5 separate regions of the Mus musculus genome follow, and all the other regions are linked to region 1. Evidence: chromatin contacts called from public HiChIP or PLAC-seq and promoter capture Hi-C data. All regions are on one chromosome and are shown on one strand. Each heading gives the region's core, a stretch centred on a gene start, on an enhancer-like site or on the middle of the called end of the contact. The rest is flanking DNA. Distances are from core to core; before and after follow the strand shown. Region 1 holds the start of Col14a1 (collagen, type XIV, alpha 1). Region 2 holds the start of Taf2 (TATA-box binding protein associated factor 2). Region 3 overlaps Col14a1 (collagen, type XIV, alpha 1). Region 4 holds the start of Deptor (DEP domain containing MTOR-interacting protein). Region 5 overlaps Col14a1 (collagen, type XIV, alpha 1).

Region 1 (5,627 bases), core at 1,548-4,047:
CAGATATATAGATATATTCCCAAAGTTCCCAGCTGTGTTGGGAAGCTGGAATGTTAGTTAGCTTTGAAAAAGTCCTAAAACTATACAGTGTTTTCTAGACCAAAAGAGAAGACTTTAAGTGGATGCTTCTTGCAATGTTTCCAAGATTCAGCTCTCAATACTTCATTAGACTCTGACTGCTGATCTTTTTTTTTTTTTTTTTTTTTTTTTTTTTTTGAGACAGGTTTCTCTGTATAGCCATGGCTGTCCTGGAACTCACTTTGTAGACCAGGCTGGTCAGAAATCTGCCTGCCTCTGCCTCCCAAGTGCTGGGTGGGATTAAAGGTGTGCGTCACCATGCTCGGCCTGACTGCTGATCTTAAAGATGTGCATTGAAGGACTACACAGCGACAGAGAAACCCCATCTCAGAAAACCAGCCAGCCAGCCAAACAAACAAACAAAAAGAAAGCAAGCATATAGAAACATGGTCTTGATTTAAACTTTTATTGGGCAGTGGTGGCTTATGCCTTTACTCCTAGCAGTAAGGAGGCAGAAGCAGGAGGATCTCTGAGTTCAAGGTCGGCCTGGTCTACAGAATGAGTTCCAGGACAGCCAGGGCTACACAGAGAAACCCTGTCTTGAAAACCAAACCACACCAAAAAGATAGCCACTGAAGGAACACTGAGTAGACACATTTGAAAGAGCTGGAAGGTCATTCCCAACCACAACGGACTGAAACACGGATTGAAAACAGCCCTTCTGTTTCAGCATTAACTTGAAGTTGATGTCAATGGAAAGGAATAGGCAATAATTCAAACGTTAAAGCCAAGCCTACGGGTACTATTCTGTAATTCCAGCTCTTGGATGCTGAACAATTGTAGAGAGTTTGTTGCCAGCATGGGCTGCTGAGTGATATTCTGTCTCAAAAAGTCAAAACCAACGAAACCCCCAAAGGAACAAACACAATTCAAAAGTTAAAGACAATGAAGGAAAGGCTAGTTACAATAAAAAATATGACTTTTATAATACAAACTGTAAAAGTGTGTGTGCGTGAGTGCGCATTCCTGTGTAAGCCAGAGGTTAATGCCGAGTTAATTCTCCATTTGAGTTTTTGAGATCAAGTCTCTCACTGAACCTGGAACTCAATAATAAGGCTAGAATGGCTGGCCAGGAGTCCTCCTGTCAACCCCGTCTAAAAGTCTAATAAAACTTTCTGCATACTTGTTTATACATGTATTTCTTATTTTATGATCATCAGAGAGTCTTCCATTTTTGGATTTTCATAATTAAATAATGCACTACCTCTCCCATATCATATCTAACTCCTAACTACCTCCCCCAAGGGATTTAGAACGGTGTTTACAGTGGTCACCAGCACCTTGGTACATTATTAAAAGGGGATAATAATAGACATTTGAGGAGTAAAACATTGGAAAGGACATATATCCAAGGAACAAATACTCCTTGAATTCAGGCTCCTACTTGCCAGAAAAGTCTGTTTCAGTTCGCCAAGCCGACGCAGGCGGCAGGTGGCGCTCTCACCCTGGCAGTCCCGCGTGCGGGTTTTTAGTCTTTGCGTTCGACTACCGAGGGACCCGGGCGAATAGCGCACATTAATGAAGCACAGAAGGATCTTCAAGCTGCAAAGCAGCCTTCTTTCTCTGTGGCGGAGTTGAAGCCAAGACTGATCCCGACTCGGGGTCTCAGGGAGGAGGCTATAGCGATCCTTTTCACTTTAAGGCGAAGTTCAGAAACTACGCAGAGAGGCCACTTGGAGAACATTTGGAGTGAAGTACGCAAATTTGAAGAAAGCCTAAGCTTGGAAGGTTCGAGGTCTCGGGAATCACCTTGAATGGTGTAGCGCATCCCTTCCTGTGCTCTCAGAAGGGCATTTTGGAGGCAGGTTCGGGAACGTATGAGAGTACCTCTCACTGATTCTCTACCGCCTGCTCTTGGAACTGATCAAAATCACAGTCATTTTGGTCTTTTCTCACAAATGGTCGGCGTGTATGCAACTCCCGCTCTCCATTTGAGCCGATGACAACTTCTGGTGTGACACTGGACGCCTGGGCATTTGCTAACCTGACACAAAATGGGAAGATGACCTTTTAAAAAGCGCCCAGAGGACAAGAACTCAGATCCAGTCCCCAGCCACCAAGAGCTCTGAGCATCTCTAGCCATTCCAGAACAGGACTTCTCAAAGGGCGTGGCCCGCACAGACCAGAGTCCCCAGAGTTTTATAGACGATGGGTCCTTCGGATTCGCTCAAACCTACTGACTGTAATCTCTGAGCATGGGGAAAGGAGATCTGCTGGTCCAACAGCATAAAACTGTCCATATTTTGTTTCTACGACCAAGAAAACCCTCCAATTTAGCATTCTTCCAGTCGATTCCCGTTGAATAAATGTCTACCCTTGGCGACTGTGCTGGTCCCTAGGACTTGAAGAGCAAGGGAGAGGGGACCCACTGTGGGAAGGCAAAACTCATCTTTGGGGATGGAGCCTGGACGAGTGCTGGAGATTTCCCAGTGACTCGGGGGTTCTGATGGGGGGGGGGGGAGCACAGGGCACTGCTTTAGTTGTGGGGGTGGGGAGGACCCAGGGGCTCCTCAATTGCGTTCTATACCCGGCTGCCACGCGCACCTGGGTCGGCTGCCAGTCCTTGGGCTGAACTTGGGAGGAGTGGGGCGGGCTCCTCTGCAACTCGAGCGGGGCGGGGATGCTAGAGAGGAGGAGGGAAAGTGGGGGTCTGTCTCCCCACTTCCCGCCCCCCGCCACCACCTTTGGCTTTATAATTGGCTCGCGCAGCGGTTTCTTTCCTCTTATCTGATCCTGGGTGAGAGGCGAGGGGAAGGAAGCTCTGTAGGGCAGGAGGCGACGGGAGAGGGACAAGGAGAGGACAGAGTGAACGACAGGAAAGAGAAGTTAATTGAGAAAGGGTACTCTGAGGGAAGGCGAGCCAGGGCAGTGGTTCGCTAAGAACCAGTCGGCGGCTAATCTTCCCTAGGCGCCAAGAGGTCCCCAACCTGGGCTGGAACGTTGCCCTGCACAGGTCAGTTCGTCTTTCCCTACTGTTTTCCCGCTCGGCTTTGCATAATTCATAGGTGAAGAAAGAGCCCCAGTGAGAGCCACCTGCAGACGGATGCGATTGCCAGGACCAACCACTGCAAGTGTGCCCGCGGGGTGGCCGGAGACCTTAGGGGTGAGCTAGGAGACCGTGCACCCAGATAGATGCTTGTCTGGGGACCACAGGGCAGAGAGATTGCAACGCGCCTAGTGACCGACGGGTGTGTGGACAGCAAAGGAGCCCTCCGTTTCTCTCTGAGGATCCCTCCCTCCCATGGTGTCTGTGTGCGGTGGGCGCCGGGCTGGAATTGGCTGCATTTGGCAGCTCTGTAGTGGTGGCTCCAGCAAGTTCAATTGGTAAAGGCTTAGGGAGTCTTTTGGAAGCACCGTGTACGCACAGAGCACAACGCTGTTTAGATTCTATTTGGCAGTGGATCGGGAGACCAGTCCTTGGAGAACACGCATCCAAGCATTCACTGGACTGTTGCTGCACGTCGGGGCAGCTGTGGACCAGGCTCTGCACGGAAAGGGGGGTAGCCAGTGAGAGTTCATAGACAGTAGAATGATACCAAGCTCCCAGTGTTGCTGCTTTGAGGGGAACCACCAAGCTAAGCTGCTGCAGGAACCTTCTTCACTTTTTTTTCCTTTTATTTTTGCGAACTCCTCTTGCGTTCCGCTTGTGGGCATCCGGAGCATCTGCAGAAGTTGGGCTTTAGCATGCAGTATGCACAGTCTGGAGCAGGGCTAGGTTAGGTTAGGTTAGAGGAGCCCCGTGATTCTTTCGAGTAAGTAACCTTAGTTACCCGCCACGGTTTGGAGTCATTATGCAAACTTGGTGCTGAGTTCTTGGGTGCTCAGTGGGTAGCTAGTCTTGTGCTCAGGGTTGCTTAGGCAAGGTCTAGGAGAGCTGTTAACTTGCCCTGAAGAGCACCTCTGAAGATGCTCACGTGCAGTTCTCAGAGTGGTATGAATCCCTCTCCCACTTCCCTCCCCCGCTTCCAACTCCCCAACCCCGCCAACTGCTGGAACATGACTTCTAGATCTGACTGGAGTTCCAAGAAAGAAAGATCTATTTATTTAGGCAGGGTGGTATGTAGCTCAGGCTGGTCTAAAAGTTTTCTTCAGAACAGAGGGAGGAGACCTTGGGCTCACATTCCTCCCGTCTCCACCTCCCAAGTGCAGGATTGCAGGTGTGTGCGCGCGCCACTGCCTGGCTTTGACTCTGCTGGAAGCCTTGCAGAGTTGTTTGCTGGTAGCAAGTGTTAAAGTGGAGCACTAGCAGTAGGAAGAGAAATAGGAGGAAGACCTCTGTGACACCACGGTTAGGAGAAAATGAGATTTCTCAATCTTCAGTTACTGGAGGTCCTGGCCTCAGCTTCTACCAAAGGACCAAAGGCACTTCTTTATAGGATGGAGTAGCAAGCAGGCTCAGGGTGGCTGCACTAAAGAGATTGGGTGTTCTGTTGCTGAAGAGGGACTCCACCTCTATAGGTAGCCTCACTATTACATTAGAAATGGGTGGGTGGGTGAATGGAGGGTCGGACAGATGGAATTTAGATCTGATGTTAAGAGAATAACACGGAGGGGGTTTTGTTGCACCTGGACCCAATGCCAGATTTTCTAATACAGTTCTTTGATGGTTTGATTTGGTTGGTTTGTTTGTTTTGTTATTTATTTTGTTGTGACAGGTTGTGCCATGACTGGCCTGGAACTCATCAGGTAGCCCCCGCTGGCTAGGAACTCTAGGACCCTCTTGCCTTCGTTCCCTCAGTGCTGGCATTACAGGCATAGGCCACCATGCCTGGTTCCTTGTTTGTGTTGTAAACAGTCTACTTGATAATCATTTCACACAGGACACAATTCACACATTTAAAGTGCATAACTCAAGAGCTTTTAGTATATTTAAAATGTGCAGTACACATCCCAAATTAAGAATTATTTTAGGTTTCTGGAGATGGCTTAGTGGTTAAGAACACCTACCGCTCTTCTAGAGAGGGTTAGGGTTAGGTTAGTTTGGCTCCAAGCAAGGATATTTGGCAGCTCATAAACACCTGTAATTCCAGCTCCAGGGAATTGGACAGCCTCTTCTTGTCTCCATGGACATCCACGCCAAATACACATGCTTTTTGTTTTTTTGGTTTTGTTTTTTTTTTTTTTTCGAGGCAGTGTTTCTCTGTGTAGCCCTGGCTGTCCTGGAACTCACTCTGTAGACCAGGCTGGCCTTGAACTCAGAAATCCACCTGCCTCTGCCTCCCAAGTGCTGGGATTAAAGGTGTGTGCCACCACCGCCAGGCCACATGTTTTTTGTTTTTGTTTTTTAAATTTCTAAAAAGATATAGAACATTTTTAGTATTTCCAACAGAAAACCTACAGCTCTGGATAGTAATTTCCCAACTTGTCATCCGGTCTTGGTGGATTTCATATACATGGAATTATACTGTATAAGCCCTTTGTGATTAATTTTATTCATCTACTAGGATACCCTTAGGCTTTACCCATTTTACATAGGGCATCTTTTTAGTCTTTTAATAAATACTGGGTATCCTCTCCTTCTGCTTCAGGGTCCCTGAACCAGGATGATC
Region 2 (5,627 bases), core at 1,751-4,250, 240 kb before region 1:
CCCTAACTCACTCTCTTAACAGCCACCAAACTCTCTTGTCTCACAGCTACATTTCCGTCTTTCTCTCCCTCCTATAAATGATCCTTCAGAGGATCCTCTGCAGGGCAGAGCTACACCAGCTAAGAAATCCTCCTCTGCCCATTACCCTCTTCTCTGATTATAACATTCCGCTCTGCGCCCAGAAGGATGTTCAAAATTTACTTAAAAATATGTTTAAAATTTACTCATGAATGGGCATAGTCATCAAAATAAGCCACAGAGGGAGACTGCATGATTGTTTTTGAAACAGATCACCCTATGCAGTCCAGGATCATATCAAACCTCCAATCTTCCTGCCTCAACCTCCAGAATGGGGGTTACAGGTGTGTACCACCATGTTCAGTTGGTTTATAAAGAGGTGATTTCTCCTCTTTGCCCAGGCTGGTCTACATTTCCTAGGCTCAATTAATCTTCCCACCTCAACCTCCTAACTGGGATTGTACCACTGTACCATCTTAAACATAGTATTCTGACCCACAGAACTAACTTCATAGTTCACTCATTATCAGGTGCTGAAGAAAGATATAAACAGATAGTTTTTGATGGGGTTGCCCAGTAAACAGAAAAAATTCTAGGTCTTCTGGGGGGGGAAAAATGCCTCACAGTGCTACAGCAGTAGAGATGATTTATAATTTCTAGTCCTAAGCCAGTTCACAGCCCTAGAATAGAGGCTTCTGTGTTAAGTGGAAAACCACTCTCTACCACACGGCCTCCTGAATCTATTTTCTCAGAATAGCCAGAAGGATCTGCAACAGTATGCCAGGACACTATCTGTTCTGAGAACAAAAACAAAACAAAAAGCCTCACCAAACCTTGCTGATATTATCAAATCTTGGTTCTTCTGAATTGAACATCTGAACTCTCAAACATCCCTACAGTCCAGTAGTCAAGCAGGAAGTATTTAGAGGTCACGTAACTAAATGATATTATAGATCAAGTCTATTAGAATAGGACTAATGCTTACTTGTTTAGCCCTATAAGTTATAATAATGGGTCCCTACCCAGTGAAGTAAGGGCTATTATGGTGGAAAAGGTGGACTGTTCATTTCTCTATTCCAGGATACTAAATGCAAGCAAGCATATTCTCTTGTGGATTACAGAAAGTAACAGCACAAACATGTGAACAATGTCCACCAGAGGCTCTTTTGCTGGGCTACATGTAGGCAGTAGCTTTGTTCTTCTACCAATACGTTATTTACCCATTTTCCCTTTACCTGTATACACTCAGCTCCCTCATTCATAAAATTTGGACTGAGGGGGCTGGAGAGATGGCTCAACAGTTAAGAGCACCCACTGCTCTTCCAGAGGTCCAGAGTTCAATTCACATGGTAGCTCACAACCATCTGCAATGGGCATCCGATGCTGTCTTCTGCTGTGTCTGAAGACAGTGACAGTGTACCCACATATATGAAATAAATATGGCCAGAGCAAGCAGGATGGGGGGGGGGGAAGAGCTGGGACTTAAATCTTATCTGTGTCAAGAGATTACAGTGAAGAATCAATGGGTTAATATACATATCCCTTAAGGAATGTCTTATAGCCGGGCAGTGGTAGTGCATGCTTTAATCCCAGCACTTGGGAGGCAGAGACAGGCGGATTTCTGAGTTCAAGGCCAGCCTGGTCTACAGAGTGAGTTCTAGGACAGCCAGGGCTATACAGAGAAACCCTGTCTTGAAAAACAAAAAACAAAACAACAACAACAACAAAAAAGGAATGTCTTATAGACAAGAGCAATTCAACTAACACAGTATAATTCTATCAATCACGTTGACTCTAATAATGCTAAGCTTCACTGAGAGGTATCATGAGTTTCCTATACTGCTGAAGTAAAAACTTAAATTACAAATACTCCCTAATGTTTTCACGTTCTATCCCCAAATAGCAATGTGTGACAAATATTCCAAATGACACTCCATAAATGAACAGCTGAATCTAAGACTGCTATGACTACAGGCTGTCCTGTCTAATGCACAATGTGAAGGTGTTTGACTATAAAGACTTCCTATTGCACAATATACTTAGCATATTTGAACATTTTAATCAGGAAATGGGAAAAGGTGGGGAGAACAGAGAACAGCATGTATAGCAAACTAGACTTGAATTCTTATGTCTTATTCTGGGGCACCATATAATCTGGAAGACTATAGAATCCCCCCCAAGAACTGTGAAAGGCTGACTTATGATGACCGGGAGTGATCTTACCACAACTGATTTTCGCTGGAAGTTTATGTTGTTGATACAGACGACCTGATGGGTTGTATATATAAAAAAAAAGAAAGAAACGACTATTATTATATGAAAGCATAAATCTAAGTACGAATAGGGACTATATACTGAGCCGCTCAAAAACCACACAGTAGTTTGTCTTCGAATTCTACAAAATGAGTAACCTGCTTATTTTAAATCGAGCAACAGCCATGAAAAGGTTTGTCTTGACAAAAAAATATAGCGGTACTTTAAGAAAGGTTTATGAGCCCGTGGGCGGGGAAGGAGTATGCTGAACAATTATTCAAAACCGTTTCACCCTACAAACATCATGTCCCCTGGAGTGGGCTCTAATTTCCCACTAGTTTCCCGGACTCATCAAGTCACTCACAGAATCAATGAAAACAAAATCAGAGCAGGGCGAGAAACGGAGTAGGGGAAAGGTACTTATAATTTGTACGGCCGTGGGCTTTCGAAGCCCTTGTCTCCTTTCTTCCTGTTCATCCTGGAGGACTCTAAGCCGGTGGGCGGCATGAAGAGCTCCTGCGGGGCTCGCCTTTCAGGCTGCACGGGGCGCTGCAGCGCATTCCCGGTAGCGGCCCGTGCACCCGGAGCGCCTAGCCACCCGTCCTCCGCCTCCTGTCCCCTCCCCGACCACTCTCAGCCGCCTCCGCCCGGCCCCTGTCACACAGATGAGCCGCGCTACAGGAGCTCTAAGCGGCCGCCGCCGCCTGCGGACATCTTGCCGGTCACCTCTGACCGGTGACGTCAGAGGAAGTGGCGCGGCCGCGGAGGCAGAACCCGGAAGTCTTGTCCGGGCGTGAGTGGGCGGGGTTTGCACGATAAGTTTGGGATTTCTCGTCTGGCTTTTCTCCTTTGTCTCAAAACTATTTCTAAAATTAAGAGAGCAGAGGGAAGATTTACTGGGTGAGAAAAGGAAGATGGGGAAGGAAGGAAGGGACGTTAAGTGTTAGGCGAATCGTGCTTGTGGAAGACAAGAAGGGATGGAAGGGGCGAGGGACTAGGACCTAGTAATGGTCCCGAAACCATTGCTGTCAAGAACAAACTCACCCATTTGGACCTTGTGGTTTAAACTCCAAATGTGTAATCAGACCGCAGGGAACTCTCAAGCCAGAAGTCCCATGGCCTCCGTATTTGTCTTATGAATTAACAGATTTTCTTTTTGACATTTTTGAAGCTGTGGATTTTCTATTCTTGAGGGTTAAAGATGCAAACCAATGTCCGTTAATTCCGTTAGAGTATTGTCCATTAACATTTTCCCACCTGCACAGATTTCACTCCACCTATCTTTTTTACTCCTGACAAGGTCGTTAGCTGACTTTAAATTAATTTGAACTTTTCGTCTAAACAAAACCAATTAGGAAAATAAAGCCATAACTTTATTAAACCTTCCAAAACTAGACTTCGTTTTTCCCAATGAACATTTATTTATTAAACCCACACAAAGTAAAGGCAGAGCTCATAAATGGCTTACACAATCTTTATGCAGGACCACTTCCTCAAGCGTTCTCATTTGCTGGGACCATCGTCAGACTTATAATTTTTTACAATTCCCTCAAGGTAGCAGTAGGCTTGTTCCAAGTTGCAATCTTCTCAGAAATGCAGGTGAATGAAGTGCAGTGATAATCATACCCAGTGGAAACTGTTGTTTTAAAGATAGACTGGGGGGGCTGGTGAGATACCTCAGTGGTTAAGAGCACCGACAGCTCTTCCAAAGGTCCTGAGTTCAAACCCCAGCAACCACATGGTGGCTCACAACCATCCATAACAAAATCTGATGCTCTCTTCTGGAGTGTCTGAAGACAGCTACAGTGTACTTACATATAATAAATAAATAAATAGATAGATAAATAAATAAATATTTAAAAAAAAAAAAAAGAGGGCTGGAGAGATGGCTCAGCGGTTAAGAGCACTGACTGCTCTTCCGAAGGTCCTGAGTTCAAATCCCAGCAACCACATGGTGGCTCACAACCATCTGTAATGAGATCTGATGCCCTCTTCTAGGGTGTCTGAAGACAGCTACAGTGTACTTACATATAATAATAAATAAATCTTTAAGCAGGAGTGAGCAGGGCCAAGCTGAAGTGAGAGAGGTCAACCAGAGCGAACAGAGGTCCTAAATTCAAATTCCCAGCAACCACATGACAGCTCACAACCATCAATACAGCTACAGTGTATTCATATACATAAAAAATAAATAATAAATAAACTTTAAAAAAAAAGATAGACTGGGGAAAACTTGCTTTTTTTTTTTCCACGGAGGTGCCAATCTGCTAAAAATCTTTGCTCAGGAAGCTGGAAAGTAACATAACCATCTGTGGTCTCACTGGCTTCTTCTAGAAAGGTGGATGCGACTGTCTCAACATCACTACAGGACACAAAAGTCCATATAAATATAGATACACACACGTATGGTTGACAGGCCTGTGGTCTGGTTGAATCGCTGTTGGGGTCAATCCTTAGGCCAGTGGCTCTCAATTTGTGCATCATGACCTTTTGAGGGGTCAAAAGACTCTTTTGACAGGGTCCCGTAGTAAAATGTACAGATGTGCACATCAGATAGTTAGGTTCCAATTCATAACAGCAAAGGTACAGTTATGAAGTCGCACTGAAAATAATTTTATGGTTGAGGTCAACACACGAACAGTATTAACGGGTTGTAACATTAAGAAAGTGGAGAACTGGCAGGGCGTGGTGGTGCACACCTTTAATCCCAGCACTTGGGAGGCAGAGGCAGGCAGATTACTGAGTTCAAGGCCAGCCTAGTCTACAGAGTGAGTTCCAGGACAGCCAGGGCTACAGAGAGAAAAGAAAAAAGAAAGTTGAGAACCACTACTTTAAGCCAACTGTTAACATGACCTCAATTGATTCCCACTGGCCTCTGTTTGAGTTTAGTAGGTCAATAGTTGGATCTAGTAGGTCTTCACTGGTTGGGTCTGTGAGTCATCATTGATTTCATCTATGTATGGACTGGGGGAAGCCATAGCTGGGGCACACAAGACAGAGTGCCAGGACTTTGCAGAGCATAGCTCCTCGTTGAGAGTGGGAGCAACCAGTGAACAGGAAGACGGAATTGCCAAAACTAGAAACGATTTATAGTTAGCTAGTGAGTTTTACCCACACAGGGGAGTACTGCTCCTCCAGTATTCTTCACATAGAATGCAGGATTAAGCCCACTTTATCAGTAGTGCATAGTCAAGTAAGCAGAGGCCAGTGGTAAGCCCATTTCAGCAATGTAAACAACTGATACACTGTTGGTTATTCTTGGTTGTCCCTTTGATTACATCTGGAATTAGCAAGAATCTAAGCAGCTCAGTACACCTATGAGAGATTTCCCTTAATTAAATGTCTAAAGTGGGAAG
Region 3 (5,627 bases), core at 1,858-4,357, 210 kb after region 1:
CCGTGTTGGAAAACAGAGCTCCATTGAGAAAATAGAGTTTTGAGATGGCCTCTTCCGTCTCCCACAATGCTCAAGGGGACATAGAGAAGAATACATTTTGCTCCTAATTCTGGAGCTGATTACAGGCATTGTCTTTGAGGAGGACATGTGATTCTGGTATGATTTGTTGCCCAGGGATTCTAGGGAAAAGAATGCAGTGAATATAACAGCTGAATCCCCCAATGGTTGAGACATACGAGGTTGCTTCTTTTAAAGTTAATTTACTTCATGGTGGTCTCAAAACTTACTCTATTGCTATAAATGACAAACTCTTCGCCTTTGGTTGCTTCCCAGGACCTTCAGGGGAAAGTCGTCCTGGAAGTCCTGGGCCACCTGGCTCTCCTGGACCAAGGGGTCCCCCGGGCCACCTGGGAGTACCTGGACCTCAGGGTCCTTCTGGCCAGCCTGGGTATTGTGACCCCTCCTCGTGCTCTGCTTATGGCGTTGGAGGTAAGTGCCAGTCTCTTGAGGGCTTTGCCCAGTTATACAATGGTTAATACTAACCTGTGTGTGTGTGGGGGGGTGGTGGTGGTGGAAATTAAACAGGGAGGGCAGCAGAACCTGGGCTCCATACTCCCTTACATCATCTTTAGAGTGCAAATTACTGCACAGTCTACTCACATCCCTTAGGAGAGACTTAAATAACACCGCAGCCATGTTTTCTTTGCTTCTAAATGTTGATTTCTGGACTGAGGATATAGCATATTGGTAGAGCATTTGCCAAATGGTGACCCATAAAGACTTGGCCTCCTAGTGGGTCACTTGTCACATATGGTTGAACATTTAGATATTTTCCATGCTGTTTCTGTTATGGTGTGCCCGTGACCTCCTGCAAAATTTCACTCTCTGTTTAAGTTCTCCCCCCATAATAAGCGAGGTCCCCAAAATTCTTTTAGATGACATCTGCCCACCATGTGACAAGAAAGGTCTTAAGATCAAAGTTGCCAGCTGTTTTTGCTTCATCACTAAGTGATAGGCTGAGATTTTGAGAGCTGAAGCATCTCCCACACATGGCAGCAGTCTGCCTGCTCACCCTGGGGCCTTTCTGAATTATCGAGAGAGAGGTTCAGAGACCCGCTCTAGGTCTGTGAGGAGATTAGTCAGCAAATGCACGTTTTTCCTTTTTAAGAGAAATTTAACCTTAGTTGCCAGAGAAATTGGTCCAAGTTTTGTTGATGTGTTTTTTTTTTTTTTTTTCTGTTCATCTTTTCCCTCCCTGTCCTCTCAAATCTGTCCCCTGTCCCTTAAGATCTCATCCCGTACAATGATTACCAGCACTGAAGTGCTAATCCTGCCTTTGGTTGCATTGGCCTGGGGATTTGGCTATGGATACACAAGTGGTTCACCACCACTACTAAGCTCCTGCCCCTGACTGTGGTCACCTCTTTCCTCTCTCACCTGCTTCTCCATCTCAGACTTTCAAGTCCCCTGCCTACCCGGCTCCAGACATGCTGGAGTGATAACATTGTAACAAAGTATAACAAAGTGCAACAAAGTAACATAAATCAACCATAGTAGAACCAGACTTCCGGTCAATCTGAATGGAGGTCTGGGCCTCTGAACCAAGACTCTATCCCAAAGGCCACTTTACTGAGGCTCTATCCTGTTCCACACAATAGGATGAGTATCTTCCTCCTGGCTCTTTTGCTCCACCTCCCTCTCTTGGCATCCCCTTCTTTCCACTCTCCCCTGGTGATGGACTTGTAACACGAGACTGGGTTTTTAATTTTATATTTTCTTCTACGATTCTACTGTATTTCAGGGTTTCTTTTGTAAATAAAAAACATCCGGTATTTAAGCAATTGGCCATGGTTCCAGTTTTCTAACTCCATTGTTTAGTTTGTCTTTCTCTTCCTCCTTTTAACAACTATAAAGCCTCCTGGGGAAGCGGCATAGCAGGCTCGGCAGTGAGTGCTTTCTCCTCACACATTGCACCTCTCTGCTTTATTGACCAAATCTGTGTCCCTAAGGACCCAGATAGGGGAGATTATCCATTTATGGTTCCTGGGCCCCATCAGTACCCCACCCCCACTTTTCCTCTTTAGTGTCCCATCCTGATCAGCCTGAGTTCACACCGGTCCAGGACGAGCAGGAGGCCATGGATCTGTGGAGCGCAGGCATCTGATGACCTCAGGAGACATTTGAAGAGCAGGGGCAGGCCCTCTTCTGGAGCTTCACTTACCAAATGCTGTCACGTGGTTTGTCCTCTACTTTGCAGAGGGAGGCAGGGCTGATGGTATGGGGTATATTTCCTCTGTGGATAACGTCAATATTACCGTTTTTTAAAAATTGTGTTTTGAAACCGCCCCTTTCTGTGACACTGTTTTAACTGTACACCAGTTACTTTGGACTTCTTCCAATGAAGAGTGCTGAGAAGGATACACCCTGGAGTGTCTTCTCTGTTACATCATTTCAAGTTGTAAAATTAATAAGAGAAGCGTGGTTATATCAGAGGGAATTTGGGGCCCTATCAGCAGAAGAGCGAATTCAGAGATTCCCAGTTTATACCACTGTCCCTGTACCCATGTCAGTGACCTTGCTGGTAATTGAATAACACCATCACTGAGGAAACTACCTCCTACTTGTTTAACCTGATCTGTCTAACTCATAGATTACTCAGTAACTGGTTTTCACGGGTGTTCAGAAATAAGAGCTAGAATATAGCCTTTCTCGATTCTGTAATTAAAAACAAAACCATAGAGTCTGTTTTCCAGTAGTCTTGATTCGTATAAAATAATGACTTCCTTCCAGTTCCGATGCAGAAAAGACCCATCTTTTGGCAGATCATTTGTCCAGGAGTGTGTTTCAGGGCTTGCCTCTCCTCGACTTACAGGGATTGCTTTGTAAATGCAGATATGTTTTTGAAGACTTGTTTTTATCCTTTTTTTTATAAGCAAATAAAAACTTAAAACACCATGTGTGGATTCTTTTAACTTCTGAAACTTCTGAACGTCACTGTCAGCCTTTGTGGTCTTGGTTGACTGTCGATCTCAAAAGGAACAGCTGTGGTCCTGTAGCTAAACATTTATTCTACCTCTCACTCCTTCATCCCTTTGTCCTCAGTGGTTAAGACAGTGGTTAGCCACAGAACGCCCTCCTCTGTGTAGAAGACATCCTGTCTGTACTAAGACATCCCTGAAGACCTCTAAGGCAGTGCTTCTCAGTCTTCCAATGCTGCCACCCTTTAATACACCTCCTCTTGTTGTGGGGATCCCCAGCCATATCAGTATTTTCTTTATAACTGCAATTTTGCTACTGTATGAGTCATAATTTAATACCCTTGTTTGCAGATGGTCTTAGGTGACTCCTGTGAAAGGGCCATTGGACCCACAAGGGGGCCACAGCTCACATGTTGAGAACCCCTGCTCTAGATGGTAAAGAGGAAATTAAATTGAATCCCAGAGACTCTAGACCTTAAACTAGAACTTCTTTTGTTTTTATTCCAAAGGAAAACTCTTAAGTGTTAAAAAAAATAGTTGAGTTCTATTAGTTTATTATATACTAGACCATTTGTTCTCACCTAACTCATCTAAAGCACATCTCAGTAGTCACTGCTGAATGTCCAAACCGAGAAACCTGAAAGAGGATCAATATGGAGCACTGTATCTGTCACCTTCCCAGCCTCTTAAGTTGAAAGAATTCTCCTAGGGAAACCTAGGTCTGACTAGGATCCCCTGTTCGGCTCTATTTGCTGGTTGGAACTAGGAAAGAATGAAAGCCATATCTTTGTGTGAGACCCAACTCCTCAGTTGCCTGACCCTGCTAACAACCATTTTAAGAAAGTTGGGTGGCTTCATTTACAACCTAACTTAGGTTCTGTCTGGGTCAGGAGAAGACTCAGAAAAAGCAGGGTGTCTGTTGAGTCACATTTTTTCCCCCTCTATCCTTCTGCAGATTTCATTGCTGCCTTTGGTTTCTGTTACTAGAGAGAAGAAGTCTTGCTAACAAATGATCCAACCGGCATCATGTATGTGGGTGCCTTGGATGACCCAGGCAAATAAGTAGCTTTCTGGTGTAATGAAGGAAGCCAGAGAGCATGTAGCCTGTAAACCTTTATGTCCCAGCTGAAATTTACCACAGAAAAACAGGGCCAGCAAGGAGTAGGAATTGCTCAATAATGCAAGGGATATCCACATAGTTGAACCTAGAATCCCCTGGGAGAACTCCTCCAATTTAAGCAGCTGGAAAGCTGATACATTGCTCTATAACAGTCTTCTGTCCGGTTCCTCTGTCTGGGACATTTAATGATGACGATCAAGACGAATAGTCTGTGTGTTTTTGATGAGTTAGGTAAGAACAAATGGTCTAATACTGTGTTACTTCAAAGACTTTCAGTTTTTACAAAAGATGAAGCCATTAGAGACTCTAATCTCTTCACAGCAGTCTTGGCTTGCACACACACACACACACACACACACAAATGACCTGGCTTTGATTTGGTGACTTGAATATGTTTACTTAAGCAACAGCAAAGTCTCATTTGCTTAGCGTGTGTCATCACTTGGACCCTGCATCTCGGCTTTTTATTGAGTGCCATGTTCAGAATAAAAGATGTACCTCGGATTCTGGATGTGTGTGTTTATAATACACAGCCTGTAATACAAGCTGACTCTCAGGAGCACGTTTTACTGGCTCATTTATCTTGGCAGGAATGCACGTCTCTCTTTTATAGGTGTACGCCATTTTCTGAAAGTAACAGGCCATCCTATCATGGGGAAAAACTTTCCTCCTCACACTCTCCATCACATTTGTTAGGATCTCTGTTTCTTTCAAAAACTTCAGGATGACCTTTCCTTTCTTCTTTGCCTTTTCTTTCTGGCGTCATCTTTGCATGCCTCTAACATTGCTGATTTAAGTCTGAGGCTGAAAACAAGAACAAAAGAGATGTGAACTGTGGAGAGAGACTCAGAATGCATGAGGAGAGCAGTAAATGAATTCAGACTTATGAGAAGTGATGCGGAGACAGAAAACGCGCTGGGATAGAAGTGAGGGGGGTGAGGTAGGGACGACTGCAAATGCTTCTAATTGGGTGCACATAGAATGCCTCTGACCAATCAGTGGAGAGATGGAGCTAAGCAGAATGCTGGAGGAGAGTAGAACACCCTGAGTTCAGTGCGCTCTTTCAGGAGTTGCTTGTCATGTGAGAGGAGTCTTCTTGATAAGAGAGGGAATGGAAGAGGGAACAAGATAAGCCGGGAGACCAATGCAAGCACTTAATGACTTAGATTTTAAATCTAATTTCACAGGACTCAATGAAGACATTATAAAAAGAGGAAACTCCATAGTCTAGTGTATTTTAAGTTTACATAGGGCAAATAAAGGCCTACCACAAGAAAGTTGATGCATTGTCAAGTTGGGCTAGGCACAAAAAAATTAGCAACTGAACACAGAGTGACAGTTCAAATCTAGGTGTTCTGCCAGAGATAGATGTTCTTAGCCTACTAATGTGTTTTGTGTGGCTGATGAATTTTAATGGCAAAGGAGAGCCGAGTGGGGACTTGGACTGATGAACGATTCTTTCTTGCTCTCTCACTCAGGGCATCTGCCTGGTATATCTGGATCTAGAATTCTGCTCTGCTTCAATATTA
Region 4 (5,627 bases), core at 2,051-4,550, 200 kb before region 1:
CCAAATAGAAACACTCAACAGCAATTTTACAGAGTATTTTTCTCTCTTGACTCCTATAAGGCTTGAGCATATGTTAAGCATGCCTTTTTGATGTAATTTGTCTTGTATTTCATCAAAACGGAACACTTTGAGCACCTGGAAATGCAGACACACACCCAGACCGTCTTCATCCAGACTTTGATACTAGCCTCTAAAGTACCATAAGATGCAGGAGTGAGCCAGCATTGCTGGGAAAGGTGCCTTCACTTCTACTAGTTTCCACCTGTAAGGATTTGTGAAATTTCATTTAATCCACTCAATAACTAATGGGACTGACGCTATATAGCCTTTCCCTCTGAGAATAGAAAATTTCCTCTGAGAAGATAACTGGCTTGCAATGTGGAAGTCTGTCAAGATTTTCAGCTCTTCTGAAATCTTGGTGTGGGATTAATTGCCATAACAATGCCTTCCTGTTTTCTGTCATCATCCACACTCGTAGTTTCTTGAAGCCCAGTTGTTCCAGGACAGTCATGGCCATGGATGCCTATGTGTCCTTAGCAAGCAGTTTCCCCCATATGTCTGCTAGAAGAGTGACTTAAGCAATGCAGTATGGTGTGATCCCTGTATCACATGTAAGCCTAAGGTTTAATCTGTAACTGTAGCTTCCCCCAGCCTGAAGCGGTCTGGTGCAGCCCTTGTCACCACTGAGGTGGGGCCACCTGTGATGCAGCTTTTCGACTTGGCTGTTTTCTTTTGATGTGACAACAGCCCTGCTCTTCTCTGAGATGCTGCTACCTGCTGAGAGACTGAACCTGTCTTCCTGAGATGTTCCTGAACAAGCAACAGCCTGGTGACCAAGTGCTGACAGCATGGCAACAAAGCACCAAGGATGGACTCGGGGGGCCCTCCCCCTTTTAAACACAGTTTCTTAGTAAACTCTCAGGCCTTGATCAGAGAAAATTTGTTTGTCTTGGCTTCATTATTTCTCTCGCCATCTAGTCTCTCTTTCAGCCCCAGCCTGCCTTCCAGGAGTACCCAGTTCATGTAGGCCGGGCTGGCCCAACAGCCTTTGGAACGTGGAGGCAAGAGAATCAGGAGTTTGAGGCCAGCTTTGGCTACATGAGATGTTCTGTTTCAAAAAGCTAAAACCGAAGATAAAATTAAAAGTTATTTTCCCTTTCAGGTCAGGCATTTCCCTAACTTGAATTTTTTTTTTAGCCTTACATTGCAGTAATTTTTTTAAAATTACAGATGTACACAATTTTGTTATTAAAATGTATCTTCAAAACTTTATTTATTGAACTGTTATTTCATGAATGTCACAGACCATCCCTAGAAAGTAAAAATTACTTTTCGTCTTATCAATAGAAAATTGAAATTCAAAGAGCTTTAGTGACTGACATAAAATTATAAACTTGGACAATGGTCGGCGAGGACCAAGATTGCATGGGTGAATGAAACAAATCTCAATATTCTGTATAGTAAGTATAAGATTTAAAACCTGAGAACCAGCAGCTGGGCATAGTGGCGCACGCCTTTAATCCTACCACTCTGGAGGCAGAGGCAGGCAGCCCTCTGAGTTTTAGGTCAGCCTGATCTCCAGAGTGAGTTCCAGGCCAGCCAGGCTGCACAGAGAAACCTTACCTTGACAAACCAAGCAAAAACAAACAGACAGACAGACAGCTGTTACCCTCATTAAGTCTAGGCCATCTCCCTCTGTCACTTAATGTTTATGCTATGGGGCTCTTAGAATACTTTGAACTGAAACCTCTCTCCATTGGTGCATCTTTTAAAATATTTACCTTTGAGGAAAAAATTTACCTTTGGAGGAAAAAATAGAACAGAGCATGGTGTTCAGGTCTTATAATTCCAGCACTTTGGAGACTGAGGCAGGGGGATCAAGGGTTTGATGCTATCCTGGGCTACACAGCAAGATTCTACCCCAAACAATAGTTTTGTTTACCAGAGAATGGACCTTGCAAAGTACTAAATGCTCTACTTTTGTGACCCTAGCAGGTTCAGAGCCTAGTCTTCAGGAATGTCAAGTAACATTCACAGCAGCATATGTTTTGTTATATACTGACACTTCCTGAAGATTGTGACAGTTATCGTAGACACAAGTACCTGTATCTTCCAAAAGGCAAATCCAAAGATACTTCAACAAATGTGTATGGCCGCGGAAGCCATGACTTCCCAGTCAAGCTATGTTGAAGTTTACAAACTAAAAACGAAGAGACACAGTGATGACTTTTAATGAACATGGTAGACCAGCTCGGCCATTCAAATATGTTTAACCTCCTCCTCTTTCTCCTCCTCCTCCTCACCCCCCCCTCCTCCTCTTCTTCTTTTAAAGATTTATTTATTTTATATGTGTGAGTACACTGTCGATGTGGCTGTCTTCAGACACACCAGAAGAGGGTATCAAATCCCATTACAGATGGTTGTGAGCCACCATGTGGTTACTGGGATTTGAACTCAGGACACCTGGAAGAGGAGTGAGTCAGTGCTCTTAACAGCTGAGCCATCTCTCCAGCCCCTAACCTGCTCTTCTAACGGTTTATTGTATTGCTTGCTTTTGTCAGTTAAGCTGTTTTTGGTTTTAGTTTGTTTTATGAGACAAGGTATCTTCTTATCCCAGTCTGGTCCAAACTCATGATCATCTTCTGAAGTTCTGGGAACATAAGTGTGTCGCCATGCCTGCCAAGATAGAGTTGTTTTAAAAACATAACCTAAAACTGAGAATGCTCTTGCCTGCTTGCCTGAGACAAGTTACCTCACCCCTCCGAGTTGCCTTCCCGACGTAAAAGGAATGATATGGGAAACACAAGAGGGTAGCAATTTATCTAAAACATCTTTAATGCAGCAGATGTGGACAAGTGATAGCTACAACTAGTGTAAAAAAGGGATTAAGAGCATTTAGGTAGGAAACCAAAGTAATGAAGCCAGGTTCTTAGTCTTTTTGAACCGCAGGGCAGGATCCTTTATTGACTCCACCATAGGGTAGTAGTAGATGGTCTATAGGGAAAGGGATCAGGTAGCCTGAAATGCCCTTCAGCAATATCCTCAACTGCTCCGTTTTTGAGTAATCTGTTCTCATTTTTATTCTCTACAACTCTAGTATGGAAAATGGAGAAAAACTGCAACATTCCCCAGCATGAGTTTGGGAGTGAAAAAGGAAATATAAAAGAGGAGCGAAAGGCTCAACCTCCTGCAAAAACTCAGGGCTCAGAGCTCCGCCCCGATGTTTTTATTTTTCTCCTTGTCCCCGCCCCCCGACCATGAGAGAGCCCAGGCCACGCCCCCAAGCCGAAGTTCCAGACCCGGACTCGCCGACTTCTCCTGCTTACCCGCAGGGATTCCCTCACCAGCCAATCGCGTCTGAGCCACGGCACCGCCCGGAACAAAGATGGCCGGGGCGGCCTCGGGGAGGGCACATTGATCCAAACGCCAGGCGCACCCGCCGGGACAGCAAAGGCAGAGTGGCAACCGCGCGGTCAGGAACATGGAAGAGGGCAGCAGCGGCGGCAGTGGTAGCAGCGACAGCAACGCCGGCGGGAGCGGCGGGGTGCAGCAGAGAGAGCTGGAACGCATGGCTGAAGTCCTAGTTACGGGAGAGCAGCTCCGGTAAGGAAAGGCACTCAGTAGATGGGCTCTCGATTGCCCTATGCCCGCCGCGGTCCGGAGCGCACACGCCATCTGGCTCGTGGCAGGCGTGTCGCGCGGGGCGTAGGGACAGTTGCGAGCGAGTGGGATGGTTGGGTCGCGCTGCACGGGTGCCTGGCTACTGCAGCCCGGAGGCTAGCAGCTTCAGCCAGGCTGCGGGGACCGATGCCGGGAACGCGCGGTGCAGGCTGCGCCCTAGCTGGACTGCTGCAGCCATGCGTCCCTCCGACTCGCCACCACTCAGTGCGTGCAAACCCCCTTGCCAGGTGTTCCTGATGACTGTCTAGTCTGCTCGCTCCAAAAAGAAGAGATTTCGGATGGGACCCCAGTCCCTGCGCTTCCAGATAGAAGGCTCCAGCACCCATGAGTGCCTTCGGTTCAGCTTTCCTTTTTTTCTAGCAAGACATGCTTCCCTCATTGGAGCTTCAGGTTACTTTTATGTAAAACCTGGAGCATATCTGCGAGTGCTTTGACGGGTTGCTTCTCTTCCAAAACCTTTCCCAGTTCTTTACCTATCCCTTGATTGGCACACTTGGTTTCAGGTGTCACTTGGGTCCGCAAGGGGGCGTGAAAGTACCTTGTTCAGTGCCCACGTTTGGGACCCCGGAGTTGGCCCACCGCCGCGCACTTTTCCTAGAATTACCACTTTCCCATCTCACAGATCCAGGAACAAGCACTTACCCCCAGGGCTCTTTTGACATTCCCATCGCTTCCTGTTCCTTTTTCTTGGGCATATGCTTAAGACTTGTGCTTCCGCAGCTGCCTTGATATTGGGGGTTGTAAATCAGATTGCCACTCCAAATGAATCCGGCTCTGCCAGAACTTGAACCGCGAGCCCAGTCCCACCTGAAAGAAGTGTGCTAGCTCCCTCTAGCTCTTGGCTTGATTTTTCCGGCTTATTTCGGTTTCTAGATGGCTGTTTCCAGACTGGAAGGAGAGTGTTACAGAGGTTCCTGGAGGTCTGGTAAAGCACTTGGCTTTGCAGTGTTCAGTTTGAGGAAGTAGCTGTTGGCAGTCAGGACGGTGGAGTCCAGTGTGACAGAAGGAAAATCACGCATTTCAGTTCCTCGTTAAATCTCAACTGTGTGGCCAAAATTGAAGGGAATTAAAAACCTGTTTTCCTTCATCAAGAGTATTTTGTAATGGAGATGACGTAAAGTTTTTCTGATTTAATTGGACTTTCTTAATAATTTATTGTTTTGTTCTTTACTATATTGCTGTTTGAAAAGGCTTTGCTTGGGTGAGATTCCTTGCTTTTTGTTTCTTTTACAAACATCATTAAGACCCCCAGTCACTTTCTCCTTCTCGATAACTGCTCCTGAAATGCACATTCTTCAGCCTCCCCTGAGCGCTCGCAGGCTTTCCCACCACAAATCTGCAGACCTGGGACTCGGGCTTGGTTTTCTATTCCTCCGCCATGTGGCCAAGTGTTACCGTGACTCTGTTTTGAGGAAGGCTTTGAACCTGACAGAATCCTGGCCTTGCCCTTGACTTGGCTAGTGTAGAGCCTGGGACAAAGATGAGTAACACTAACTTTTACCTGGTAGTGTTGTTATGAGGATTATGTGGCGTTAGTGCAGGCACCGGTGGGTGCTGCTACGCACTATATGATCACTAGCCAGGGTAGCCATGTTTGGACAAATTAATTTACTCGTCTGAGCTATTTCCTCATCTGTAAAGTGGTCATGAAGATGAGAGTATTTCATGGGGTGCTTCTGAGATTCTGACTTCTGGGCTTCCTGTGTTAGTTAGCAATCCCCAAGGGCCTGCAGGAGTTAATTGGTGTCCCTGCTCTCTCTGCACCACCACTTTTGACACAGCCCCTCTGGTAAGATGTGTCCAGAGGGCCTGTGTGTTTGTGAAGGACGGAGGATGTCGGTCCAGGCTACTCAGGTTTTCCTTCCCTCTGCCACCACCACTTGTGGCTTCCAGCTTCTGCCATGTGTTCCTTCTGCGACTTTGGAACAATTGACTTGCTCTTTTGC
Region 5 (5,627 bases), core at 838-3,337, 180 kb after region 1:
TTCAAACCACAGCAGTTCAACTATCTTGAGTGTGGTGACCTCGATGTTTGCTCTTCTGTAAAAGCTACCCTGTGTCCCCAGCCTGGGTCAGGTGCTTGTCCTTTGTGTCCCCTCGGAATTCTCTTGTGTATTAGCACAGAGGTCGCTATCACTTCACTGCCTGAGAATTCACAAAACTTTGAACTTATTCTCTCCATCGCCAGTCTAGATACCACAGAATGCCTAGCATATCATATCCATGCAAGTATCTCTAAATGTGTGGCAACTTGGAAACTTGTGGCTTACAGTAATGAAGTCATGGGTGATGGCTCTAATTTTTTTATTTATTCACTTTACATCAAAATATCAGCCCCCCCTCTCCCCTGATCCCCTTCATAGCTCCTCTCCTTCTCCTCTGAGAAGGGGGAGCCCCTCCCCAGGTGTCACCCTGCTCTCATCCCACACATCATTTACTGAAGGACTAGACACATCTGTTCCCACTGAGGCCAGACAAGGAGGCCCAGTTAGGGAAACAGGATCCACAGGCAGGCAACAGGTTCAGGGACAGCCCTACTCCAGGTGTCGGGGACCTGCATGAAGACCAAGCTGCACATCAGCTACATATGTGCCTGGGATCTAGGTCCTGTCCATGCTCCATCTTTGATTTCGGTTTCCGAGATCCTCCAAGGGTTAACTGACTTTGTTGGTCTTCCTGTGGAGTTCCTGACCTCTTTAAGTCCCTCAAATTAAAAAAAAATGAAATCAGGTGGTCGTGCACACCTTTAATCCCAGCACTTCAGAGGCAGAGGCAGGTCTGGTTTGAGGCCAGCCTGGTCTACAGAGCAAGTTCCAGGACAGCCACGGCTACACAGAGAAACCTTGTCTTGGATTCCCCCCCCCCAAAAAAAATGGCTGTGATTTTATATTTAGGATTAAGAAGACATCTGAAGAAGATGGCTTTGACTTTTTTCCTCATATGAAGTTAAGGCTAACATTCTTCCATTTTATATGTAAATTTAAAGGGATGTGTAATAGAAATCGGAAACTCACAGGAGCCTTAAGAACCAACATTCAATTGTTCATTTGTTCAAATGTTTTAGTCCATAAAAGAAAATGTCAGAACAAGATCCACTGTGATCCCATCTCAGCCTTTGGCTCAAGTGAGAGAGAAGCTCTACTGCCTTGGGTGCCATTGGTGCGCTGACCAGCTCCACTTTACCTGGGAAATGGGCTCCATCTCACAGCCAAACGTTGTTCATTTCCCTTGAAAGTCATCCTAGCAACTGGCATGTCAGCCCCTGAGCCTTAGCGAACCAATATGCTCTGTACAATATCAGTCTGCACTCCCGATGGGTTCACACAGACCAACTTAAGATGACCCACGTTTCTGCCTGCTTCATCTGTCCTGTTTCCCTTCCTCCCCTGCCTCCTTTCAGATTTCCTCCCAAGATCCATACAGGTAGAAATCAGCCACACATGGGTGCAGGTCTGCTTCTAAGAAACTGTCCCCCAAGAATGTAGTGAAGTGGAATTTTGTCTTCCGAAGTTAGATGAGTCCAGATGGGAGAGTATGAAGAAGGGCTGGCGATGTAGCTCAGGCACTGAGCACTTTCTTAGCTTGTACAACGCATCTCACTGACTGCCCACACTATGAAAAATATGAAGAACACTAAGAATGAATGACATTGGCATTTCCTTCTATCCTCTACATTGCCAGACTCATTGTAGCCTCAATTAAGATCACTTGCTGGACATGCGCAAAGAACCCCTGGAACCATGATCTGTCAATGGCTGCTCTGCGCACTAGAACACTGTTAGGAATGGAATACTGAACAACACATAAGCTTTGCTCTAAACATAGGAATCAGGTATGGCCGCACCTAAACCTGCTGCCTAGGCACAGAACAAGTAACTAAGGAGCATCTTTCTCACTAACTGCACATCCAGTTAAGCTCCCGAGTAAGAACGCCATTTCACTGTGCTCCCTCCCAGACAGAACATGTTGTGTCTATAAATCAGGAGTGTGCAGACATGTCTACAACAGTGTCTTTCAGTGTCAGCAGAGAGCTGGATACAGGCTCCTGAGTTTTCACATGCCTCCCCCTGGGGCGCGGAGCAGGGTGGAAATGCATTACTTCCTGCCTATCTTCTAGGGAACAGTGCAATTTTGTTTGTTTAGAAATGTCTTCCTCTGGAAAAATATGTCATGGCTCAGCTCTCCTTTTGAATAGGCCCCTCTCTGTTGGATGAGGGATATTTTCCTCCTGAGCACTGTTGGATCTGAGGCATGGAAGGCTGTTAATACCGTTCTGACCCAGGTTGCTTCTCCTTCTTGTCTGGTCCTGGACAACATTGAAGGCAGGAACTAAATGGAGTCCTGTTAAAACTGCTTTCATATGTGCTACAGCCTGTTTTTGTCATATGAAAACTTCTTCTGGAAAAAAATATATTTTCAATTTTTCTTTAACATTTTACTTTTTATTGAGAATTTTATACACTCACACAATGCATTTTGATCAAATTTCTCCCCTATCCCCCAATTCCTCTGCATCCACCATTGGTTTTTCTCTCCCAACTTCATGTGCTTCCTTTGGTTCTCCTCCTCTTCCTCCTTCTCCTCCCCCTCCTCCCCTCCCCCTCCTTCTCTTCCTCCCCCTTCTCCTCTTCCTCCCCTCCTTCTCCTCTCCCTCCTCCTCTCCCTCTTCTTTCTCCCCCTCCTCCTCTCCCTCTTCTTCCTCTCCCTCCCCCTTCTCTTCCCCCTCTTCCTCCCCCACCTCCTCCCACTCCTCCTTCTCCTCTTCCTCTTCTCCTTCCTCTTCATCCTCCTCCCCCCTCCTTGTTTATCTTAGTTTGGGTTTTGTTGCTGGGAAGAGACACAATGACCCTGGAAACTCTTGTAAACTAAAACATTTAATTTGGGGCTGGCTTACAGTTTTAGAGGTTTAGTTCTATTGTCATGGCTGGGAACATGGCAGCATGTAGGTAGACCTGGTGCTGCAGTAGGAACTGAGAGTTCTATGTCTGGATCCAAAGAGAGCAGGAAGAGATTGTGTGCTACACTTGGAGAAGCTTGAGCACAGGAGACCTCAAAGCCCCAACAGTGATACACTTCCCGTAACAAGGCCACACCTTCTAACAGTGCCACTCCCTATGGCCAAGCATCCTAACACAGGAGTCTATGGGGGCCCATTCCTATTCAAACCGCCAAGGTGTTGTTGTTGTTGCTTTGTTTTTTAGCCCCCCTGGGCGTGCTTAGTCCTGCCTGTTGTGAGTGGGCGTGGGACCATCAGCTGGAGCGGTGGGAAGCCTCTGGGGGATGTTTGAAGAAACCTCCTCTCCTTACCTAGGCAGCCATCTCAGCTAGGGGTGGAACTTCATAAACCTTTCCCAATCCATGATGTAACTCTAGGTCCAGGAGATCTGTTGTCCTCCTCTGGCTTCCAAGGGCACCCCACACAGGGAATAGCATATACACATAGCACAGGGAGCATATACAGATAGCACAAATATTCATATACACATAAATAAAAACTTAAATAAAACTGATATTTTAAAAACTTTTTATATGAAGATTTTTCTGTCCTTTCTTACCTCCATGTTTTCTCATTTATAAAATGAAGCTGTTGGGCTGGAAGACCCTGGCCATCTCTTATATACACTGGTTTATGGATGCTCTTTTCCCAGGAAACACTACATTTAAAATCCAGTGAGGATAATTCATTCATGACAAGGCCTCTCTGGGATTTTCTTAATTTTACTGTGCATCCAAGACTGGTCTCAAATTTTCATGCAATCCCCCTGCCTCAGCCTTCTGAGTACTGAGAGAGGCATGAACCATCACACGTTACTAAAAATGTTTATTTATTACCCTTACATCAGAATAAATTTTTGTTGTTTAATTAACAGATTCAAGGAAGGATGGAGAGAGAGAGATAGAGAGAGACAGAGAGAGACAGACATAGACAGACAGACAGAGAGAGACAGAAAGACAGAGACACTGTGTGTGTAACTTAGTCTGTGTGCAGACTTACCCTCAGGCAAAGCCTTACTGTGTAGCCCAGGCTAGCCTCAAACTCATATTGTCCCAGCCTGTGCCTTCTGAGTATTGAGATTATAGATGCATACCGTCATATCCAGTTCTAAGTCCAATATTTTTTACTAAAGTGAAAACCAGAAATATTATAAATGGCAGCAACGATACCATATGTATCAGCCTTGGATAATGGCCATAATGATCCGAACATGTAAATGACTTTATGCAGAGCAGGACAATTAAATAAAGCCCAGTAATGGCGATCTCTTGTCTGAAACCCAGCACAAGCAGCCAGGGTGGGAAGAGCAGGAGTCTCCATCTCACATAGTCCTTCTGCAGCCTCTGCCTTGGAGCATTCTTCAATGCTCAGCCTCTAAAGTTGCTTCAAGAGGGACTAGAAAATGGAGCGCCACCAACAGGAAATGTTTATGAGCCAAGGCTGAAACTGGCCTCCTTCTTTGGCCAGTGCTCAGGCACGAGGAGGCTCCACCTGGACTGTGAGAAGGCTGGAAAAAGAAGCCAAGTAATGTGCCAGGCAGAAAAGGCAAACCCGAAATATGGGTGAGCAGTCACCTCCCTGGCTGCCTTTTGTGCTAAGACTCGTTGGCAGAGAGGGTTTGAGAACATTGTCAAGGGCCTGGACAACCTACCCTTCACGTACACTTACCCTATGCCATCTCTCGAAGCCTTCTGGACTGCCCGCATCCCCACCCCCACAAGCTCATTACCCCACAGCATCGTTGGTACTTGGCACTGGAAGAGGTAACACTTATGTAGAGTTCTTGTGTTAATAACATAGATTGTTATGTGCCATGAGAGGGGAAGGAGGAAGAGCCTATGGCTAAAGTGGTGGGAACTGTCAGAAAGAGAGTCGAGAAAATAAAGCAAGGATGCCAGTCAAGGGGGCTTGGGATGGGTCTGAGGGTTCCTATAGAAAAACCTCATGGTGAAACGGTTATTTGTCCCAGGAGTAGGAGGTGAGACTTTGAAAACTTTTATGTACTTATAAAATTTAGACTGAGGATTCTCTCTCATGCTAACCACGTCAGAAGGGCTGGCATTTATAATTGTGAGAGGAAGCCATCCCAGCTGTTAATATTTCTTATTCTCATAAAAATAGCACATATTCACTTATCCAATGTCTTGGATAGTAGTTTTTCTAAGGGACAGCATTTAGTTGGGGGGGGGCTGTTTTAGTTATTTTTTCTCTTCTGAAGTAGAACAGGAAGCAGGCATGTATCCAGTGCTGAGCCCAGGACAGGAGACACTCAGAGAAACTTTCCCAGATCAAAACTTTCACACCACTGCAAGTCACCTGGCCCACATTTTGCCCCAATAAATTTCTCAAGAGCTAAGAATTGCAGATCATTGCTTTTCCCTTGTTGCAATATAGACTCTTTATAGGGTACATTTCTCACTCAAGACTTGTGGATCCCAAGAGACATGAATCTGCTCTTTGGTCTAGAAATTAATCAAAAAGAATAGAACTTATTTATGCTTAGTTTAACTAACTTTCTGAAATGAAGTAGCTATTTAAGTTTATAAGTGACATTTCTCACACCTACAACCCATGCTCTGGGGCCACTGACTGGAGCCAACAGACGTAAAACACTTG

Evidence for each region. HiChIP or PLAC-seq counts read pairs in DNA pulled down with a chosen protein or histone mark. Capture Hi-C pulls out chosen DNA fragments and counts their contacts.
Region 2: a promoter capture Hi-C map of liver shows a contact between it and region 1. The contact joins the promoter of Taf2 here to the promoter of Col14a1 in region 1. A contact is called at or near these places in 15 of 39 promoter capture datasets (the C10 cell line, the HPC-7 cell line, the SN4741 cell line and 9 more), 1 of 484 Hi-C or Micro-C datasets (bone marrow-derived macrophages), 18 of 115 datasets of contacts at active chromatin or transcription factors (bone marrow-derived dendritic cells, bone marrow-derived macrophages, embryonic basal ganglia and 9 more) and 4 of 9 other capture datasets (adipose tissue, embryonic stem cells, liver and 1 more).
Region 3: a contact with region 1 is called in a BATF HiChIP or PLAC-seq map of CD8 T cells, with 7 read pairs. The contact joins the enhancer-like site here to the promoter of Col14a1 in region 1. A contact is called at or near these places in 5 of 39 promoter capture datasets (embryonic stem cells, hematopoietic stem and progenitor cells and neural stem cells), 3 of 15 datasets of contacts at CTCF or cohesin (CD8 T cells, the NIH/3T3 cell line and stem cell-derived epiblast-like cells), 15 of 484 Hi-C or Micro-C datasets (the 4T1 cell line, CD8 T cells, the CH12 cell line and 10 more), 28 of 115 datasets of contacts at active chromatin or transcription factors (CD8 T cells, the SCID.adh cell line, VIP interneurons and 18 more) and 3 of 9 other capture datasets (adipose tissue, liver and pancreatic islet).
Region 4: a contact with region 1 is called in a promoter capture Hi-C map of liver. The contact joins the promoter of Deptor here to the promoter of Col14a1 in region 1. A contact is called at or near these places in 30 of 39 promoter capture datasets (the 3T3-L1 cell line, 3T3-L1-derived adipocytes, the C10 cell line and 20 more), 8 of 15 datasets of contacts at CTCF or cohesin (the G1E-ER4 cell line, the NIH/3T3 cell line, embryonic stem cells and 4 more), 191 of 484 Hi-C or Micro-C datasets (2-cell-like embryonic stem cells, the 3T3-L1 cell line, the 63-12 cell line and 104 more), 43 of 115 datasets of contacts at active chromatin or transcription factors (the 230-238 cell line, the HPC-7 cell line, PVALB interneurons and 29 more) and 4 of 9 other capture datasets (adipose tissue, embryonic stem cells, liver and 1 more).
Region 5: an H3K4me3 HiChIP or PLAC-seq map of neural tube shows a contact between it and region 1, with 5 times the contacts expected there. The contact joins the enhancer-like site here to the promoter of Col14a1 in region 1. A contact is called at or near these places in 10 of 39 promoter capture datasets (the 3T3-L1 cell line, cranial neural crest, embryonic stem cells and 5 more), 6 of 15 datasets of contacts at CTCF or cohesin (CD8 T cells, the NIH/3T3 cell line, embryonic stem cells and 2 more), 6 of 484 Hi-C or Micro-C datasets (bone marrow-derived macrophages, cerebral cortex, embryonic fibroblasts and 2 more), 15 of 115 datasets of contacts at active chromatin or transcription factors (bone marrow-derived macrophages, craniofacial prominence, embryonic basal ganglia and 7 more) and 4 of 9 other capture datasets (adipose tissue, embryonic stem cells, liver and 1 more).

The regions. Positions count from the first base shown.
Region 1 is chr15:55,304,954-55,310,580 of GRCm38.p6, forward strand. It overlaps Col14a1 (collagen, type XIV, alpha 1), which reads left to right and starts at 2,798. Exons shown (of 48, transcript NM_181277.4): 1 at 2,798-3,031.
Region 2 is chr15:55,069,152-55,074,778 of GRCm38.p6, forward strand. It overlaps Taf2 (TATA-box binding protein associated factor 2), which reads right to left and starts at 3,001. Exons shown (of 26, transcript NM_001081288.1): 1 at 2,696-3,001; 2 at 2,242-2,296. The coding sequence starts at 2,778.
Region 3 is chr15:55,517,849-55,523,475 of GRCm38.p6, forward strand. Col14a1 (collagen, type XIV, alpha 1) reads left to right here. Exons shown (of 48, transcript NM_181277.4): 47 at 334-489; 48 at 2,085-2,955. The coding sequence ends at 2,164. Among named protein-coding and RNA genes, the nearest start is that of Mrpl13, 37 kb to the right of the region's middle. Within about 2 kb of position 3,108, at least 26 of the 459 cell types and tissues checked have an H3K27ac peak or open chromatin away from gene starts, as enhancers often do. A contact at or near this core is called in CD8 T cells, where this site is marked.
Region 4 is chr15:55,109,017-55,114,643 of GRCm38.p6, forward strand. It overlaps Deptor (DEP domain containing MTOR-interacting protein), which reads left to right and starts at 3,301. Exons shown (of 9, transcript NM_145470.3): 1 at 3,301-3,603. The coding sequence starts at 3,482. Gm9920 (predicted gene 9920) reads right to left here and starts at 4,566. Exons shown (of 5, transcript NR_045093.1): 1 at 4,324-4,566; 2 at 3,327-3,580; 3 at 2,104-2,200.
Region 5 is chr15:55,482,149-55,487,775 of GRCm38.p6, forward strand. The region is part of intron 40 of Col14a1 (collagen, type XIV, alpha 1); the gene reads left to right. Among named protein-coding and RNA genes, the nearest start is that of Mrpl13, 72 kb to the right of the region's middle. Within about 2 kb of position 2,088, at least 5 of the 459 cell types and tissues checked have an H3K27ac peak or open chromatin away from gene starts, as enhancers often do. A contact at or near this core is called in neural tube, where this site is marked.